5 separate regions of the Mus musculus genome follow, and all the other regions are linked to region 3. Evidence: chromatin contacts called from public HiChIP or PLAC-seq data. All regions are on one chromosome and are shown on one strand. Each heading gives the region's core, a stretch centred on a gene start, on an enhancer-like site or on the middle of the called end of the contact. The rest is flanking DNA. Distances are from core to core; before and after follow the strand shown.

The links. HiChIP or PLAC-seq counts read pairs in DNA pulled down with a chosen protein or histone mark.
Region 1: an H3K4me3 HiChIP or PLAC-seq map of stem cell-derived neural progenitor cells shows a contact between it and region 3, with 3 times the contacts expected there. The contact joins the enhancer-like site here to the promoter of Irx6 in region 3. A contact is called at or near these places in 6 of 39 promoter capture datasets (the 3T3-L1 cell line, cranial neural crest, hippocampal neurons and 3 more), 5 of 115 datasets of contacts at active chromatin or transcription factors (embryonic forebrain, embryonic midbrain, embryonic stem cells and 2 more) and 1 of 9 other capture datasets (embryonic stem cells).
Region 2: an H3K4me3 HiChIP or PLAC-seq map of embryonic midbrain shows a contact between it and region 3, with 4 times the contacts expected there. The contact joins the enhancer-like site here to the promoter of Irx6 in region 3. A contact is called at or near these places in 8 of 39 promoter capture datasets (the 3T3-L1 cell line, cranial neural crest, hematopoietic stem and progenitor cells and 5 more) and 2 of 115 datasets of contacts at active chromatin or transcription factors (embryonic forebrain and embryonic midbrain).
Region 4: a contact with region 3 is called in an H3K4me3 HiChIP or PLAC-seq map of embryonic forebrain, with 5 times the contacts expected there. The contact joins the enhancer-like site here to the promoter of Irx6 in region 3. A contact is called at or near these places in 5 of 39 promoter capture datasets (the C10 cell line, cranial neural crest, hippocampal neurons and 2 more) and 2 of 115 datasets of contacts at active chromatin or transcription factors (embryonic forebrain and stem cell-derived neural progenitor cells).
Region 5: an H3K4me3 HiChIP or PLAC-seq map of craniofacial prominence shows a contact between it and region 3, with 9 times the contacts expected there. The contact joins the enhancer-like site here to the promoter of Irx6 in region 3. A contact is called at or near these places in 8 of 39 promoter capture datasets (the 3T3-L1 cell line, cranial neural crest, embryonic stem cells and 4 more), 2 of 484 Hi-C or Micro-C datasets (embryonic stem cells and nephron progenitors), 8 of 115 datasets of contacts at active chromatin or transcription factors (craniofacial prominence, embryonic forebrain, embryonic hindbrain and 5 more) and 1 of 9 other capture datasets (embryonic stem cells).

The regions. Positions count from the first base shown.
Region 1 is chr8:91,629,610-91,632,309 of GRCm38.p6, forward strand. All of the region lies in intron 8 of Fto (fat mass and obesity associated), which reads left to right. Among named protein-coding and RNA genes, the nearest start is that of Gm36325, 84 kb to the right of the region's middle. Within about 2 kb of position 1,267, at least 43 of the 459 cell types and tissues checked have an H3K27ac peak or open chromatin away from gene starts, as enhancers often do. A contact at or near this core is called in stem cell-derived neural progenitor cells, where this site is marked.
Region 2 is chr8:91,647,308-91,650,007 of GRCm38.p6, forward strand. The region is part of intron 8 of Fto (fat mass and obesity associated); the gene reads left to right. Among named protein-coding and RNA genes, the nearest start is that of Gm36325, 66 kb to the right of the region's middle. Within about 2 kb of position 1,429, at least 17 of the 459 cell types and tissues checked have an H3K27ac peak or open chromatin away from gene starts, as enhancers often do.
Region 3 is chr8:92,672,866-92,675,565 of GRCm38.p6, forward strand. Irx6 (Iroquois homeobox 6) reads left to right here and starts at 1,424. Exons shown (of 6, transcript NM_022428.3): 1 at 1,424-2,214. The coding sequence starts at 2,170.
Region 4 is chr8:91,564,945-91,567,644 of GRCm38.p6, forward strand. The region is part of intron 8 of Fto (fat mass and obesity associated); the gene reads left to right. Among named protein-coding and RNA genes, the nearest start is that of 4831440D22Rik, 99 kb to the left of the region's middle. Within about 2 kb of position 1,432, at least 49 of the 459 cell types and tissues checked have an H3K27ac peak or open chromatin away from gene starts, as enhancers often do. A contact at or near this core is called in stem cell-derived neural progenitor cells, where this site is marked.
Region 5 is chr8:91,530,820-91,533,519 of GRCm38.p6, forward strand. The region is part of intron 8 of Fto (fat mass and obesity associated); the gene reads left to right. Among named protein-coding and RNA genes, the nearest start is that of 4831440D22Rik, 64 kb to the left of the region's middle. Within about 2 kb of position 1,377, at least 14 of the 459 cell types and tissues checked have an H3K27ac peak or open chromatin away from gene starts, as enhancers often do.

The DNA.
Region 1 (2,700 bases), core at 17-2,516, 1.0 Mb before region 3:
GAATCCGGGCCTGGGTTCGGGCATTGGCTACCTTTTGCTGACTCATGCCCTGGGTGTCTGCAGAAAATGCCCACTGGCAGGAAGAGTCAGAGGCTGTGTGCAGGAAGAGCGTCAGGTGTAGCTAAGAGGCAGCACAGAGTATCCCCATCCATGGAACAGGGAGCAAGCGCGTGACCGTGCGTCCTGGCCAATCCTGAAGGCAGGAGACAGCACTGCACTTGTGGAAATGTCCGCTGTCTCCCTGCAGAGGAGCTCGGATCACAGGGGAAGTTGCCGCACAGCCCCGCACAGCCGAGTGTGCTGCACTCACAAAGGTCAGGCTTTAATTACATGCGCAGTTAAATGGAAATACTGTAGAGAGGTCACGCTCATATTTCTTTGGCCTTCATTAACGTTATTGCTCTGTCACGTTCCCTCTCCTTGGATTTTAAAATGAAAGCTCCTTTAGCACACTTTAAAGGATTATTTGTTTGTAATCGCTCTTACCTCTGGAAGGGGAGGTTAGATCTTTGGCGCTGAGGTTGTTTGTGAGGGGGAAGGAAGCTAGGAGATAAAAATAAACTTTGCCAGTGCAGCCCTTGCTAATTTTATTTCAAACCTTGGGCTTTTTATAGCCTCACCTACTAATGCTTTTGATTAAAACACAAGCAAAAAACCAGCCAACATGAACAAGTTGAATGCCACATCTGTGCAGAAGATAGCAGCTCACTTATTTATGGCTCAAAGAAATGGAGCCTAAATTAAGCGAGCTATTGCTGGAGAGTGGATAAGCGGCCATTATGAATTATCCTTAATTATAGCGATTTCCTAAACTAATAAACCTGCTAAATCTTTATTGCAAAGGTTAGTTTACGCAGTGCATATAAAACCCGCATGTGCTCCGCATCAGCCACCAGCTGTCTGACAGTGTGCTGCTATTTCAGTGAGTGTTCACATAAATTTTATGTTGGTTATATTAACAGTCAGTCCATATCACTACCCACAGATGCCAGTAGACATAAAAATTGCTCTCTAGTGAGCCTAAATATCCCTAGAAGCTAGTTGTGTCTAATGTTCCATGTAGTATTTGTACGTGAAAGCGCCAGATTGGAGGGTTATTTACAGATGAATATTTCAATCCAGTTAGTTCACAGCGCTTACTTAGTCTTCCTTGCTGGCTTATTTGTATGCTAAATAATTCACCAAAGGTTCCTGTTTACTCTCTGTAGTAGCTTCTATGAAATGTAAACACGGAGCCAACTCTGGGTGCTCGAAAGGCTAAGCAGCTGTGTGTTTAAATGCGGGTCAGAGCAGCACATGCCGCCTCGCCCACGGGCTGCCTGCTACTCACTCTTAGGCACTCTTTCCTTTCGTTTTGTTTTGTTTTGTTTCTTTTTCTTTTCTTTTCTTTTCTTTTCTTTCTTTCTTTCTTTCTTTCTTTCTTTCTTTCTTTCTTTCTTTCTTTCTTTTTTTTTAATTTCCCCTTCTTGTAGGCAGGGCTAGGGCATTTTTGACTGGGCAGTCTTTTTCTAAATGTTTGTTTCTCGGTACCTGTCTGCATATCACTTCCAGAATCAGGATTAGCCGCAGCAAGGAAGAACACAGCCTTGGCTTTGAGACTACCTCTCTACCAAGGAGGGCAGGTCAGTCCTCTGCTCTTGAAATGCCCTTGTTCTCCATCCCAGCACCATGATTTTTTTTTTTCTGATAAATTTCTAAATCTTGAGATTGGCGAGGACACCAAGCAGGTCCTTCCTTTGTTCCTCAAGAGGCTTGAATTAGTCCAACCTCTGCCACCCAGAAGGACAGAGAGGCAAAAGCCAGCTCAAAGCGATCGGCCCAGCTGTGGGACCAGGACTGGCAAGGATCACTGGTTCCTAGCAGTTCCTGCGGCTCAGTGTACAGGTGAAAAATTCCTGGGTGCGGATGCTCACCGTCCTCACCACTTACCAGCAAAGAGATTGGAAAAGGGCCTCCTTCGTTTGCAGCCAGGCTCTGCCAAGATCATGAGAGGGTTCAATAGCAGTGCTAACTTTTTATTTAATAATATTGATTTTATCATTTTTACTACTTACAATTGGGATTGGTCGGCTGATAGTTATTTGACCTCCCTTTGTGCATGGCTGTGGAGTGCTTCGTTAAAGCTATTGACATATCTCTCTTACCCACTCTCCTCCCAGAAGCCCATCTCCGCAAATAATATTGAGATGCAGTAACTGTTCCCTGATATTGATTTCAGATCGTGTTCATCACACCCTTCCCGGGGCCAGGCAGAGAGCAGCAGCCCTCGTCTTGTAAACCTTTGACTGCTGCAGGCTTAAGCATCTTTCTATCTTTCAAGCAATAACAGCAACCATATGCATGCACTCCCCGAAAAATTACCCAGGAAATGAAAGCATTTTTTTAACCATGGCTATTTTTATGCATACATTAATTAAACTTATCTCTCTCTTTTTTTTAAAGGAATGTTAGATCTGTGTGTCCCTGAGGTATGAGGAAGAACTCTGATTACATTTTAATCTTCTAGGATTCGGGGGTTTGGCATAGTCAGCCAGACCCAGGGCCTCTGTGACCTTCAGTTCTCAACCAGATGAGACCTTTCTCACCACCTGGGCCTAAGAACGTTCCATGTTTTGCTTCTGCAGTGTCAGATGAGATCAGTAGGTGTTTCAAAAGAGCCAGGTGTTTACCACTTAGAGAGAGGCCTTGGTAGTTCTGTGA
Region 2 (2,700 bases), core at 179-2,678, 1.0 Mb before region 3:
TATATAATTCATGATGTGTAGACATCAGAGAAAGTGTGGCCTTAGGCCACCATGGTGTTTCCTATGAGGAGCTCAGTGGAGACACACAAGGGCTGGTGCTCATCAGCAGGTAGGGTAGGAATACAGGAGCACCCGGTGGGAGGGCGTTCTTCTTAAATGTTTGTTTGTTTAGCAGGGTGGGGTGTAAGATCAGTGCATATTCTAAGGAGCATGTAAGGAGGTTATTTCTCTCTGTCTACTATGTGGAGTCCAAGATGAACCTCCCATCATCAGGCTGGGTGGCAAGCGACTTTGCTAGCTGAGTCATCTCACTGGCCCCACTCTCCTTCAGGAGCTGGCTTCTCACCAGCACCCACTTTCAAGATCCCCCCCAGCCCTGTTGGGGTCACCAAGCTGCCCGGTCATCAGAGTCCCCACCTCTGTTTATCAAGGCCACTGCCCTGGCCATCGGTACAAACGATCCAGGATTGCCACGTTAATCCCCTCCGCAAAGTAACAACAACAACAACAATAAGCCTCCAGGCAGAACACGTCAGGTCTAATTCAGATTTCTTAAAACTGAAAGCAAATCATAAACACCTGAGAAATCAGGTTCATCATGGAAGCTCCAAGAAGCCCTTTAACCCGGGCAGGATCCTATAACACAATTATATACAATTTCACACTTGGCTAGAGCTGTTATTTGAGAAAAATAACCATTTTTTTTCCCTGCTTACACTAAATGAACCACAAGATCCATGCATCCAGATGCAGAGAAATGCAGGCTGACTGCCCGGCGTCCGTCTCATCTGCGAGCTCCAAGGCAGGGCCACCGAAGGATCAAAAGAGTTAATAATTGGATCCTGCCCACAGCGACCACACAATTAAGGGCGAGATTAGCAGAGATGAAAAATGCATTGTGAAAATGTAGTGACGGACTGAGAAAACAAGTGCTCTGTTGCACAGTCCTAATGATCAACTCTATTACACCAATAATAGAAGAAAAAGGGATTGCGGTGGCGCGGACAGGGCAAATCTTTTCTAATCTGCATTGTCATCCCAACTAAGGCCCACACCATTTGTATTAACCCCTGCTGACAGAGTCACATGACGGACATAATTTCTTATAATTTACCAGCTATGGATCTAACCTTTCCTCATCAAATATTCATAAAGGCAGGATTCTCAATGATTTTCTGTCTCTCTTCATATTTACAGCGTGTTGTCTTCTTCCTTTTTACAGTAATTTGGACACAATTGAAGTCAAATGGAATTAGAGTTAAATGCCTTTAGCAACAAAGGTGCCTAAAAGCGAAGTCTTGGGGGAGGGGTCGTGAACTGCAAGGGGTGAATCCTGTAGCCCCAAGCCCCTCAGCATCCTAGAGGAGGCCACTTAGGGAAGGGCAAGGCAGAGTCAGCAGAGAGTGGACACCGGCCTTCTGGGAGGCCAGCTAAGACTGTGCCCACTTTGCCGTGTAGGCTGCTCCAGGCAGAGCATGGACTGAGAGCCCCAGGCCTTGCCCTGTCCTCAGGGTTTAAGGGACCTTTAGGCCTCCGTGGCCAGACCCTTTTGAGTATGTATGCCCAGAGGGGCCCAAGAAGCATGCCAGGGGCTTCACAGAGGACAAGGAGAAGCTGTTTGTACAGTTAACTCAGAAAAGAGACAGAACTATTCCTGAGAGCATTTTGGTAGGGAAAAAAAAAACATCTGTTTCCACTCGCCAGCTTTGTTTTGACAAGCTTTCTTAACAGGCGTGAAGAGGGGAGAGAAGTCGTACACATCGTTCAGGATTAGGACCGGGACCTTCCTACCCCGTTTACCATTTCCCGGGCTGAGCCTCAGTCTCATCAACAGAAGTTTAGAGACACGAGGTGGGCTTTCAAAATAAATCCCCCCCTCCAGCCCTCCGAGGAGCCTGTCTTTATCAAAGCCAGCAAAGAATGCGTGGATAAATCTCCCTCACGATGCAAAAGACTTCTTTTACCTAGCTGACCTGTCCAGACCAGGAGCTTCATTCTCACTGGGTTCCCAGAATTGGGTCCGAGAGTGAGGAGCTGGGGACCAAAGGCTTTATGACCTGGAACGACTGCCAAGCATCCCCAGCTGAGGAGAGCCGGTTCCTCCAGCTGCTTGCATCCTCCTCTGGTCCCAGCCACACAAGCATAATGCACAAATATATTCCCTCACCAAAGCATACGCTTTTTAGATAAGAGCAGAGTCCTCTTGGACCACAGCTCACCCCACTCATGCCCTTGCTCTCCTAGATGTTACTCCCTGCATCTGTAGATGTGCATGTGTGGACCCAGAGGCAAATAAGGGGCTATTTTGCTGGTATCATCAGTGTCCGGGTTGTTTTCTTGTGGTTTTGTGGTGATGATGGTGGTGGTGGTGATGGTGGTGGTGGTGGTGGTGGTGGTGGTGATGATGGTGGTGGTGGTGGTGGTGGTGGTGGTGGTGGTGGTGGTGGTGGTGGTGGTGGTGGGTTTTAATTAGCAATCATGTTGTGTTTGGAAATCTTTCTATGGCAGAGCAGATCAATACCCCCTCTCTCCCCACTCCCCGCCGGCCTGTTTTACTGTTGCCAAGGAGTCCATTCTATAGGTATCCTGCAGTTAATACTGTTCTCTTAGCAGTGGGCACTGGGTTCAAGTCCAATTTTGCAGACTATTAGTATCTGTTTGGAGCTGAGACAGTTTGTTAAGACTATCCAACTGACAAGC
Region 3 (2,700 bases), core at 174-2,673:
AATCTGGCAACGACTATAATTCTTTTTCTTACAAGGACGCTCCCAGTTTAAAAGCAAGGTTTCACCAAGGTAACCATGGCCTGTGGCAGCAGCTGGATTTGTAGACTCATCTGTGGTTTGTGCCCTCTTTAAGCTCCTTGTCTATTAAACATAAACTGTGAGAGGTGAGCAGATGCTGAGCCTAGAGTGCCATTCTAAAGAGGTCACTGGGTGTGGCTTGCCAAGTCAGAGGCCAGAGGCAAACTTGTGGAGGGACTTCCTGCCTGGGCCCCCAACCTTGCCTCTTTCTCCTGGCAAGAACTGAGAGCTCTCAGTATCCCCTGGATCACACCGTCTCGAGTTTCAATAGAAAAATAAAACATTGTCCCTGAACAAACTCCGGAACCCCTAGAGGAGGTATAGTAAAGATCTAGGACCGTCCAAGACCTGTCAAGTGCACTAGCGCTGTGACAGGGCGACTGAAAGGTAAGGCTTTCTGAATTGCAAACCCCACCTGGTGCCGCAGCAGCGCCACCTAAGACCTTTCATCGCCAGTCTGCAAGCCCCTCCTGATCCTTAGACATGTCTTCGGAATGGTGTCAGCCTGTAAGTGTGCAAAATCTATAGCACTTGCTAACTGGCCACCCCTGTCCGGAAGTCTTGCAAGCAACCCCCTGTTTCCAGAGGCATCGGTGCTTTTTTTTGAAAAGCCAGCGAAGGAGTTTATTACACCATTGGGCCCAGCTGAGTGTCCCTGGCGCTACTCCCTCCGGAGCTCTCCTCTACGGCTCGCCAGCGCCACCCCAAGAGGAGTGCAGAGGTAGCCCTGGGGCCGTGAAGCCTTCGCCCCGCTTTCGGGCTTGGGGCGGACACCGCTGGCGGCACTCGGGAAGGAGCCAAGCCTGGCCTCTGGCGGAGATGGCCCAGACTCTTGGCTGGCAGCCTACAGATGCAAGGGATCAGACTTGGTGCGTGTATGGGAGCTCTCTTACAGAGGCTGCACCTCGATCTGGAGGGGGCGCTCGTCGGTCTAGCCCAGGGCCAGACCTCTGCAGAGACGCCCAAGAGGTCAAGGACCTGGCCAGGGCTGGGATTAGCCAACGATTTGGGGAAACTGAGACCCAAGCCACATCCCCAAGGACACAGATGGGCTGCCCGGGGGGCTTGATCAAAGCTGCTGGAGCTGGTCCAACCCTAAGAGCTCCCGGGACGGAGGGGCCAACAAACTTTGATGCAGAGGAGAGGCGGAGATGGGTTGTAGTTGGAGGCTGGTCCTGCGAGCCCCTGCTCTCCTCCACCTGCTCCGGCTCTGCCTCCTCCCAGCCCTCGCCCACCCCACTCCCCCCACCCCCCACCCCCGCCATCAGACTCCTCAGCTCTCCTCTCCCTCCTTTTTCTCCCCCCTTGCCTGCCTCCCCCAGTTTCCTCTGGGCTCTTCTTTTGTATTCTCTCCTCCCTCGCCGCCCCGCTTGCCTCTTGCCTCCTCGGGGGCCGCAGGGGAGGAGGCGAGCACGCTGCACCCTGGGCCCGCACGGCTCGCCGGGAGGCGTATTTCCCACTTCTCCCGGGGAATTTGGAGAGGGTCTGTGTGCGCGCGCGCGCGTGAGCTGCAGGCGAAAGAGGGTAGGATCTAGCGGCGAGTCGAGGGTCAGGGTCTTTGACGTTTCTCGCCCGTTGCACAAACCTCGCAGAGCAAGAACGAGTGTATCCGAGAGTGCGTGCATGTACACGGGCTGGCTGCCCTTGGCACACTCGGTGGCCCGGGGCCCCGGGGCCCGCGGTCCCCTCTGGCGGCCGGGGATTACCGTGACGTCACGTTGAGCCTCTGGCCACCTTGGACTGGGACACCTCGGGAACCTCACAGCCCGACGCTGCGCTGTACCTCACCTTGCCCCTGCGCGCCTTTGGCACCCTACTCCTTCTTCCTAATTCTGCCGCCGATCCATGGGCCCCTCTGCCTTCTGGAACCCACAGGCCGTAGGGGTGCCTTACCAATCGCAGAACTCGGCAGCCCCTCTGCCTTTGATTCTGCCTCCCGTCTCTCCCCTCCTGCCAACGAACTGGCGGCCAGCTCCTGCAGCCCTGTAAGAAAACCAGACGCTGCGCTGCGCTGCTGGGGTCATCGAATCACAGAGCTGAGCAAGGGACTCGAAAGGAAAGAGGGACTCAAGTCCCTGAAGACGCCCTGCTATGGCCTTTTCACCTTTTGGACACCCGTATGGCAGCACATCCCAGGTGAGTAGAGTTAGGGGGTGGGGGTGGCAGAGGCAGGCTAGAGGGATGCCCAGTAATCCCCGAGCTTCCTCTTCTCCTTGACCCAAGGGAAGTCAGAAAGAGCACGGACCGGGAAATGTGCCACAGCACCCGCTGACATCCTGATGCCAGTCTGAGAGCTTTCACTCTTTGAGTGCCACCTGAAACGCACTCTGTGTGCGAGGTGGGTGGGATCTGAGGGAACTTGTAGTCAGGGTTACCCTTGGACAGATTCGGTGGCCAGGGTACTCTCAGGAGAAAACAAAAGGACTTCAGCGCATTGGCACTGCACTGCTCATTTGTTGACCTCTGCTCCGATCCCAAATCCCACTCTTTTCTAAGCTCTCTACTTCAGCTTCCCTCCAGTTTCCAAACCAGGGCGTTGTGCAGTGGTGAGGCTTTCCTTGGAGAAGTCTGAGAATGCCCATCACTGTTCTCCATTATCTCCAAAATAGTCACACACACACA
Region 4 (2,700 bases), core at 182-2,681, 1.1 Mb before region 3:
TGGTAAGAAGGGCGGCAGGTTGCCTGTTTGTCGCAGTGTATATGGAAGGATGAGAGGGACGAGAGAGAAGGGTGGCAATTAGTGAATGACATTTATGATCCATTTATAAAATACAAATGAAATAATTGGTTACAAAATCACAGCGGCAAGACTCCGCTTGTCCCTCACAACCATGTTCTCAGTCGTTGTGAAACTTTATGGACATTCTTTACACAGAGTGAACAGCAGAGGACAAGAGACCAAGCCAAAACCCTGGATGAAAGACTCGGCTAGACAACGGAAGGTTCTTGAATTGTGTTTCCTGTCCTCTTCACAGATACAGCTCATTTCTCTTGTGGATCCAGAGTTGGGAACTGGTAGTGTGTTTCACCACAGGGGTAGGATGACCAAATGTGAAGAAGAAAACTAAGTAAATCCCACCCTAACCTTTGAGTGCACGGGGCCCACTTGGGTCTAAAGTACCACATTCACCAAAGAAAGGTGATGGGTGGCCACGTGCCCGTCTTTGCAGCCCTACTATCCACCATTAAGTTAAGATACTGTCTGAGATGCACAAGCCAGCCACGCAAGGTTGACACTTCCTTTTCCAGCTCCCAACCTCATGACTGTCAGACTTGTCATCTTTTCCCTCCTAGAGAAAGGGCATCTGATGGATAAAATGAGGCTACCTATATATTTTTTATCTTATTTTTATTTTGTTTTTGCTGTGCGTGTGATAGAGCTTGGGGCCTCACACATGCAGGCAAGCTCTCTGCCTCTGAGCTCCGTCCACAGTCTGTGTTTATAGTTGGGAAGGGGTGTGTGTGTGTGTGTGTGTGTGTGTAAGACCTTAAATAGGATGCTAAATTTAGAATCTGTCCATGTAGGAAACTTCTTGGTTCAGGTTCAGCAGGGATGGTCCCTTTAGTTTTGAAAAGTCTTAAACATTTCAGACCCACAAAACAGGCAAACAAACAAAGCCAGATTTAGAGCCTTTATTTTGTTTTATTTTACTTTATTTTATGTTTGCAGTCCTGACTAAACTTGAGTAAAACTGGCCCGTCTGGTTTAGAAGAGAAAGCTGAGTGGGAGCGTCTGCAGCTTGCACTCCTGTTCCAAGTCCTGTGCGTTGGCTGACAGACAGTTCTGATCCCGAGATAAGCTCACGGGGCGCTGATACTCCAGCACTCTTAGTCCACTTAAAACAAAACCACTGTCACCAAATACCGGAAATTCGCTTTAGTTAAAAATGTGGTTGAAATAGAAAAGGCAAGGCTCGGGCCAGGCATCCATCCTCTACCACCCCCACCCCCCAGCAGGGTCAGGTTGAAGAGTTGTCTAGAGCTCACTGTTGAGCTCATATCACTGTTGGTGATATGTTGTCCCCTGCTCCTTTGTGAGAGCTAACCTTGCGCTCAGTGGGCACCAGGGCTGAGGATCATCCCAAATGCCCTGGATATCTGAGGAGCCTTTGTGTGGCGCAGGAAGGGCCCTGTCATGAATATGCAATCAGCAACACTGTGTTGTGTCCTAGAAATACAAAAAGGAGACTCTGATCTCGAAGTTGGGAGCTGCTTTCTGATCCCAGCCTCACAGGATCTGCTTAGAACTCTAATCAGGCTGATTGTATTGCCTTGGAATTCTAATTTCCAATTTAGGGTTTGCTATGTAATCTCTGGTAGAGTGTGTCTAATCGTCCTGAACCACACAGCCTTCTGTAAATGCTGTAGGTTTTCTTCCCTGTGTCTAGGCTGCGGCAAACTCTGCAGTGAGGTCTAGCTGGGGAGACCATAGATTACTGAGTAAGCTGAAGACTGCATTGGTGTGTCACTCTGTCTTTTCTGAAAGACCAACTCAAATTCTGTCTCCTGTAGCTTTGATCCTTTTCATGTAATTCTAAGTACACTTGTCATTATAGTAACTGTTGTTTGTATGTTATTTTAGCTTTTTACTTAAGTAGCTATTTAGCAATTTAAATGAAAACGTAATTAGGTTACATCTGTTTTACATGCATGTAATACCACACAGATGTACACTTCTATTAAAGCCATATTTTCTTTCTGGCAAGAAAAGGCAAAACCAGAATTGTGCCAATCATTAGAATGTGTCTTGGTCTTAAAATAAAGGGAGCACACGCCATTCACAGAAGGGCTGCTTATTTCCATAAGGTTGAGAGTCATTAGCTTCTGTGATTTGAAGAGTGAAAATATCAAGTAATAAGCAAACTTCACTCCAGTTTAATCAGATACAGGGTTATAAACAGTGTTAGCACCCTCCCAGGCCACGGGCAGAGAGCGTGGGAATAAATGCCCATCTCCATGTAACAAACTGGCTCTCTAGGTCCGCACGCAGTGTAAAAGTCTCAAGGAACAGCCAAGGTTCTAGCTCAGCTTTAAACCAACTGCAGTGAGCCGCTGTGCTGTGCCTGTCTCTGTTATTCCAACAAAATAAAAGCAAAACACACCCAGGGGACTAACGAGCGTCCAGGTACTTTGAAGAGTATGAAGCGTGATTGCCAGAGAGTTCCATTAATACACAAGCTGAAATCAGCATGAACAATGAGCCCCTCAGATACTCCGCATTCTTGTATGTACAGTGGGGATTGGACTGAGAAAATTAATTTTCCTGTTTAGGGAACTATCACCTCCTTTACAGCCTGTTAATAGGATTTATAAAACATCATGTCAGACAGTCATTTATCTTGTTTGCTAACTCGACACA
Region 5 (2,700 bases), core at 127-2,626, 1.1 Mb before region 3:
AGTCACCCTCTGAAACCATAAACAAGTCTCCAGTTAAATGCTCTCTCTTATTAATTAATTTCCTTGGCCAAGTTGTCTTCTCACAGCAATAGAACAGTGCCCGGACGGACCAAAAGAACAAAGTCAAGAATGCACTCTTTCACACTGCCCTCTCCTTTGGCAGAGTGTCCAAATGTGAAGCCCCACACTGATAATGGAGGCCCGTTAGTGCTGAGTGAGGTGTAGAGAGGAAACAACCTGCGCTAGTCCTTCTCTGGGCTTGGGCTAAGTATTCGCACCTAGAAATGACAGATGTAGGTCTGGGCTCCAGGCTCTCTGAGCAACTGGGTGTAAAAATCTAGGCAGTTCACAGACACTTTGGATCAATTCAACTTTACCTAAAATACAGCGTCTTGAGCCACGTGACCCTCCAGGCAGGTGACATCTTCCAGCCTGGATAAAAGATCCCGGAGAGCGGCAATCATAGACATGGCTTTCTCCCTCCTTTCCCTTAAAACTTGGAGTGGAGCCACCGGTAGTGATAGTGAACTAGAACCAGCTGACAACAACTGGAAGTGCTCAGTGCTCTCTGTGATGAGACTGCAGCTCAGGATACAGAGCACGTCGCCCAGGCTGACTGCTAGTCAGTAGTAGAGATGAAACTTAAGTTAGCATGCCTGGCTCCGCTGCTAGGAGCACAGTGGGACAGTGGCAAAGCTCTGTCAGCTACTCACATGGCTCAGTGTGTTGACTTCGGTCTCACCGTACAGGACGTCCAGTGCTTCCAGGTCTTTCCCGGTGTGGGGATAAGCAATTGTGTGTGTAAATACCTATTTCCTCTGCCACCTGAGCACACCTCGCCGTGTGTGCCGCTCTGAGTGCATCTCTCGGCGAGGCAGTCATCTGCAGCCCGTGCCGTATGAATCTCGCCACCATTAGTCTTCTAACGGGAAGTCTCCACCTTTTATAGCTGTGTTGTTTCTTTTGTATTGATTGCAATCTTTTTAGGAGGCAGGAGAGTGGGGAGGAAGATGAGAGAACATCAAAGTTGAGCCTCCAAGACTCTGTACAGCCTCCAGGTCAAGTAATTTTGGGGCCGTGTTAATCAAGGCCGAGTGGAGCAGGCGCCCTGAGGTGAAAGGGTAGCGATTTATCTGCTCTATCACAGGTTCCTCGTCAGCGGAACAGTATGTTTATATCTGGGAAACAATTTACTACACGTGAAGAATAGTCATTTTATTCTATCTCAGGGGTGTCCCCAGTGTATTTTACAAATTTACTCTGTAATGAATATTCCAGGTTATAGATAAAGTTGAGCTGGCTTCTGGTTCAGAAGGTGCCAGGTTGGCGGAGTGCAGCACAGACGGCCTGCAGGGGGCACTGTTGCGTCATTTATCAGAACTCTCCAGTATCTTGTCCTAGGACAAAAACAAACCAAACCAGAGAAGGAAAATAGGCCAGTCACCTTAAAATTGCTCATTAAAATTATTTGACTGGTCCCAGTGTTAGGCATGAGTGTCGATCGGGCAGTTCAGGATTCAGGCACAGACAGAAACAGCTTGCCATGTCAGGAAAAACCGCAGTGATTGGCATGACTTCTGATTAGCCTCCTCTGTTGTCACCCCTGGACTTTGTAATTTAATAAACATCCACGTTTCACTGATCACCTTTGTTGGCTCCTGAGATGTCCACACTGTAGAAAAGACTTCCTTCTGTGGTGTTCTGAGTGTCTAGCTTGAGTCCTGGAAGAACCTTTTTAGAAATCTTGATTCTCTATTTTTTGTGTATCCTTCACTGCCAAAGATGATTGCTTGTTTGTTTGTTTGTTTGTTTGTTTAATGAAGTCATTTTTTTCATGGAAGGCTCCCCTGTGGGACCTGGCCTGAGCTGTCAGTATACCACCCAGCTCCTTGACAGTTCCAGGATTGCTGCCCATCCCCTTCCGCTCTGTGGCTCCACCCACTTGCCCCAGGGTTGAGCTTCAAACCCCCTACCTCCCTGCTCAGCTCTGGCTTCTTCTGTCCCTGGCCATGAGGCCTGCTAGGTGACTGTGATGAAGCCTCAGAAAAGCCCGGGTTGTGCTGAGTGTGTGTCTGTGTGCGTGTGCGCATGTGCACTTGTGTGCGTGCGTGTGTGCATGTGCTCTCACACTCGTGCTCAGCAGCAGCAGCAGCAGCAGCAGCAGCAGTCACACTGCCAGCCTCCTCTGCGCCCTGCTTCACCATCAATTACGCCATGTGTTTCGTCCAGTTGGCGTTCCCCTCCCAGTGTTAATTATAACCTACAAGACTGTTAGAGTTAATTTTATGGCAAGCATATTGTCTCTTCAAGGCTTCAGAGCAGCTCATAAATTATCTTGAAGGTAAAATGTAACTTGGGGAACCAGTTATGAAAATTCCATCCATCTCGCTTAGAACTGCAGCTGCTACTGTCAGCTGCCTCGCTGCTGCATTGTGAAGGAATTACGGTGGGTCAAGTTTAAGAGGGTAGGCCCGGGCTGTCGTGGAGGAGAAAGGCTGTCCTGGCCCTGTCAGACAAGTGCCTTCTGCCAATCCCCGGTGGTTTCACTTTGGAGGCAGGCAGAGGCAGGTAGCGCAGGTGGACAGTCCCCAAGCTGTCTGTATTCATTATTTTACAGAAACTTGCAGGTAGGCAGGACCAGAGACCTTTCCTCCTCTCTGTTGTCATGATGTTAGGCATCCCCGCAGAGTGTGAGGGAAA